Linked DNA regions of Gossypium hirsutum: region 2 is linked to region 1. A link is a contact called in public Hi-C data. All regions are on one chromosome and are shown on one strand. The core of a region is the stretch at or near the end of the contact, and the rest is flanking DNA. Distances in the headings are between cores, read along the strand shown.

Region 1 (2,879 bases), core at 176-2,675:
AAATATAGGTATTTTATATCCAATAGTAAATTACATTATATTTTTAAAAAGAAATCGTGTATTTGAATTTTGAAAATATCGAAATGAATCTTAAAATAAACATGATTGATTTGTTGTGCAATTTGAGTGAACTGAAAGATTTCATTAGCTTAAAATCAGTAGTGTTAATTAATGTGAGTCATTGTCAATAGCGAAACAAGGGGAGAATAGCAAATTTTTTTCATATGATTTTTTAAATTTTTTTTAAATTTTAAATTAGTAAAGATAAAATTACACTTTGATTAAACTTAAAAATATAAAAATTTAATTTAATCTTTTAAAAATTATAAAAATATAGTCTATTCAAATGATAAAATTATATTTTTCTACCGTAAAAATTACAATTTAATTTCGACTCTTAAGGGATTTTTTAATTTCACCCCTTGTTATTGTTGATTGACTAATTTTTGGGACCAACAAAACCTCATCCACTTATCTCATCATCTCAAACAAAATTAATAATTAAATTAATTATAAAAATGTCTAACCAAATTCACATTTTTAACATTCTTTCAATGAAAATTAAAATGATTTTCATGCTTCGCGTTAGGTTGATTATTCGTTTATCTCAAATTATGGAGTATAAATTTGAAGGCTAAAATATACTTTAATCCTCCTATTTTTTTCAGAAATTTAAACCCTCTACTTTTGAGGATAAATAGACATAAATGAATTATTTAATCATTAAGTAGAAATTAATCACAAATAATTAAAATAGAAAAATAAAATTTAAATTTGTTAAAAAAATATATTTGAACATTAAGTAGCAAAATAAAAAAAAACACAAGTAACTTAAATGCAAAAATAGAATTTAAAAATTATAAAAATTAATTATTTTTCAAAATACTAAATTGTCTTTATTAAATTTTAATACCTAAATTACTTCTACTAATTTTTTATAATACCTAAACTACCCCTATTTACTCCTAATGGCTATCAAAGGAGATGGTTTTATTATTTATAGATAACTTTTTCTTTTCATTTATTATCTATACTCAAATATAAATTACTTTAAATAAAAGAATTACATCAATTAGCTTTTTACAGTATTGATAAGTATTAAAAGTAATATGTTTTAACCTCATTTTTAATGCGTTTTTAGGTGATAATTTGACGTTAATTGGGAATTTTATACTCCTAATACTTTAAATTTATGTTTTGATGCCTAATAGAGCATTTGGGAGAAAAATGAGCGAAAAACGAGTAAAAACTAAAAAATCAAAGCAAGCTATAGGACCTATACGAGCCGGCCCATTTCACACGACCATGTGACCCACATGAGCTATCATACGAGCGTATGGTAGGTCGTGTCGATTGCGCGGATTTGCACTCTGAATAGCAAAAAATCATGATTTTTAGGTTTTTTTAGGCATTCTAAGACATATATATGACAAAAAAATAAAAAGATAGAAGGGAGCCATTATAGAATTTTCAAGAAAATAACTCGAAAAACACCATTGAAGCCGATTCTAAATTAGATTTCCGTCAAGATTGAAGACTCCCATTGATTTCTTAGGAGACTATCATAAGTTTCTTTATTTCTTTCGGTTATACTGTGTAGCGACGTATAAATTTCGCTTTGGTCGCTAGTTGAGGCGATTATTTAAACATTTGAAAATGAAATTTCGGTTTTAAAAAGAAAAGGAGTCGCCACCGATCTTTTTCTAGGTGTGATCGGGCACCTAATAAATCCTCTCTTTTAAAAAAAAAATATTTTTGAACAAAAATGAAGGCCGAATTTGGGTGTACGCGAAAAATCCAAAGGAAAATAGGGTTCGGGAGTCGGTTACACGCGAGGAAGGTATTAGTCCCCTCGCGACGCCCAAAATTGGTATCTTGTTAAACACGCGTTGTCTTAATTCTCAAGAATACAAGTTTAATTTAATATTTAATCGCGATCCGTTTGAAATACGAGAATTAAAATTTTTTGGTTTTTTAGAAGGACGTCTTGTTTTTAACACGAGCCAATGATATCCACCCAACATAGCGATGAAATCAATGACTTAGTGTTGAAATCGGTATGTTGCCTTATTTATTAAAAACATAAAAAAAATCATATGCAATAGGAATTTGTAAATACTGCGAAGGATGATACAATTAATGACAAATATTAAAATGCAATATTAGAATAAAAATAACAATAATATTCACAATAAAGAAAATGATAATAAAAAATAATGTTCTAATAATATAATCACAGAAATAATATATTTGTAATAATAGTAGAAAAAACTAATATGTACATGAAAAATACACATGTATATCTATATGTTAATAATAATGATAATGATAGTAATACTAGCAATAATAATGAAATACAAAAAGCAAATATAATATAATAATATTAAAATAAAGTAAATAAAAATATTATATATAAATATATATGCATATATATACATATATAATAAAAACATACATTAATAATAATAATAATAATAATAATATTAATGACGACGATGAGAATAAAAATAACAATACTAATATATTAAGTTACAAAAGTAAAATAATAATAATGATAATGATGATATATCAGGTAACTATAGTAAAATAATAAGTAATAATAATAACGTGTAAATAATAATAGTAATGAAAGTAATAACAAGTAATAAAAGGGATTAAATTAAATTTGAAACAGAAAGTTCGGGGCGAATTTGAAAATAAATGAAGAAGGAAAGGACCAAATCGAATGTGCAAACAAAAAGGAGGGACCAAATCGGACAATAAACCCTCTCTCTAAAATGCGTTGTACCACCTAGGACTAAATTGAAATCCAAGCGTAAATTTAGGACAAAATTAAGAATCCATAAAAACTTAATTGCTAAGTAGCAGAAAAGCGGAAG
Region 2 (2,700 bases), core at 161-2,660, 200 kb after region 1:
CCTTTTTCTCCCTTGCGGCTAGGGCTTAAGAAAACCATCATTGCCGCCGTCGTCACGGCGCCACCACAGGCGGTGGTTGGGCGGTGCTAGTCGGGCTTTCTAGCCCCTGCTTAAGGCGTCCCCGAAGGCCAAGCCTTCTCAACCCATGAGATGCGAAAGAGGATCTCTCCCCTCCCTATTCGGTCCGATCCCGACGACGGAGGAGAGCCCTCCGGCGATGAAATCTCGGCAGATAATGGTGAGACTCTCCTCCCCTCTATTTTTTATATTATTTATGCCCCTTTTGTTTAATAGATTTGTAAGTAAAAATAAAAAAGGAAATTAAAAAGAAATTAAAAACGAAATGAAAACAAAGAGAATAAAATCGGAAATCAACCTTTTTTTATGTGTTTTTTTGCTTTTTGATTGCTAGTGTTCGTAAAAAAATACAAAGGGATCGAGAGTCGACTTTATAGCCGAATACACACTCGTTTTGTTTCTATTCTTTGTCTGTTTCTCCGTTATCTTTTCTTTGTTGTTTGCTTCCGTTTTTTTGTCCTTTTGTTCGTTATTTTCTTTTGTTTGCATGTTGGTCTCGTTTTGCAGGTGACGTGAGCGACCAGACTTGTGCGGGGAGGCATGCGACGGTGGTGGTAAGGGAGGTGGCCAATGGTGAGGAGCGGCGGCTGAATGGGGGACTAGTGTTTGCTTGCTGAAAATTGTGATAGCTACTGGGCTAGGATTTGGGCTGGCTTGGTTTGTATTTTGGGTCTGAAATGGGTTTTAAAATGTTGGGCCACATATATATTGTAAATGAATTAAAAATTTGGACTTTTTAATTGTTTTATTTGGGTTTTTATTTTTTTGTTGGCCAGGCCAAAATTGGCTATTACAATCAATATAGGATAAGATGCATTATTCATATAAAAACCAAATGAAATTAATCAAAATTTGTATTTTGGTTTCATCAAATTAATTGATATATAAGGTTTATTAACAAGTGTTGGTGTAGTAATAAGACACATTACATTCATTTGAGGAGAATATAGATTCGAACTTAGGAGATAATATTGTTGAAATAAATAACTATGAACCCTGAACATAAATAGTAATTTCGAATGGTAAAAGTACCATGAAGAAGAGTTGAATTGCATTTTAACTCCTCTATTGAAAAAATGACAAATTAATTCTTATACAAATTGTTCTTTCTATTAAAAAAATTATCAATTTTTACGGTAAAAAATTAGTTCATGTACACTATTATAAAGTACACATAGCACGCCATATATTATTTATCTAGTTATTCTATTAATTATGCCAGCTTTAAACCATAAAAATAAATAAAATTTTTAAAAAAATTAATTCACACTTTAATTTAAAATATTTTTAAAATAAAGTGATAAAACCCCAACTGTACTTAAAAGAAAAAAGAAAAAAAAAGCAGCTAATTTCAATGTCAAAAAAGTATGGTGTGTCTGTCTTTGGAATAGCTTTTATTTTCTACCAAAACCTACTTTCTGCTAAATTATTGGGATTGCTTGGATTGTAAGCGAAGTCTCATTATTCGATCACTGTACTTCACCATGGAACACCACTTCACCCAACTCGACGACGGCGCCTCCGCCGACGGCAAACCGGCGTCTAATTTCGGAGCGGCGGTTGCGACGGTGCTCCTAGCTTTGCTTTTACAAATATTTTGCCGTTGCTGTCGCTCAATTTACCGTAATCATGTCAAGAAATACAAGTTTTCTTCTTCTTCCGCCGCCGCTAACATGGACCGGTCGATAATCGCCGCCGTGGAGAAGATCCTTAAATACAAGTTTAAAGACAAAAGACTCCTGGAAGAAGCCTTGACGCACTCTTCGTGCCGCGAAGACATGTCGTACGAAATACTGGAGTTCATTGGGGACGCGGTGCTCGGCTTGGCTGTTGCTACCCATTTCTTCCGTTTGGAGCCGCGACTGAACTCTGACCAGCTTACGCGGCTCCGGAAAAAAAGTGTAAGCAACAAGAGACTGGCGCACGTGGCAGCTAGGCATGGGCTTAACCGCTTCGTCAGGAGGAAAGACACTGCTCCTCTTGACCTCATTGTAAGCAGAAACTGTTAATTCTCCTCCAATTTTCAGTTTTATTTATATGTTTATTCACCTTTTTTTGTATTAATACCTTTTATTATTGTTTTAAAACATAATTTAATAATTTAATAAAATTTGTACTCGATAATTTGCTTTAATGAGTAGTAAACTCCTTAATATTCGATACGAATTATTCAAAAATTTTGAAAATTTTGAAAAATTATCCAATTAGTTTGGTTTTTTCAAAATTTATTGGATTAAGTTGATTTTAAATAGAGAAAAAAAACTTCAACGGATTTGGTAAGAAAAGACTTTTAGCTTGACATGCGTTTTCGCTCCATGCGGCTAATTGGATGCATTTTCCTTCTCTATCCATGATTTATTTAGGGTTTTTTTAGCTTTTTAAAGTTAGAGTTTAGAGGTTTTTAAAGATTTTTGTTTAGGGTTTGTAATAATTTTTGAAATTTAGGGTTTAAGAAATTATTATTTTAGGAATTTTTTAAATTTTTAACATTTTTATATATTCTTTAGAAATTTTTTATGATATTTATATTTGGTGGAAAATATAAATTTTAAAATTATCTTCAGCAGATTGGACAGTAAAGTGCGTTCAACTGGAGACATTTTCTTGTCAAATATGCTGAGA

The links. A called contact is a pair of places that touch in the nucleus more often than the background predicts.
Region 2: a contact with region 1 is called in a Hi-C map of leaf, with 1.7 times the contacts expected there. The contact joins the promoter of LOC107926336 here to the promoter of LOC107926263 in region 1. A contact is called at or near these places in 2 of 34 Hi-C or Micro-C datasets (both in leaf).

What each region holds. Positions count from the first base shown.
Region 1 is chrA08:2,786,731-2,789,609 of Gossypium_hirsutum_v2.1, forward strand. It overlaps LOC107926263 (xyloglucan endotransglucosylase/hydrolase protein 22), which reads right to left and starts at 1,426. Exons shown (of 3, transcript XM_016857062.2): 1 at 1-1,426.
Region 2 is chrA08:2,988,440-2,991,139 of Gossypium_hirsutum_v2.1, forward strand. LOC107926336 (ribonuclease 3-like protein 2) reads left to right here and starts at 1,411. Exons shown (of 4, transcript XM_016857170.2): 1 at 1,411-2,069. The coding sequence starts at 1,563. LOC107926196 (a long non-coding RNA gene) reads left to right here. Exons shown (of 2, transcript XR_001692166.2): 1 at 1-238; 2 at 586-818.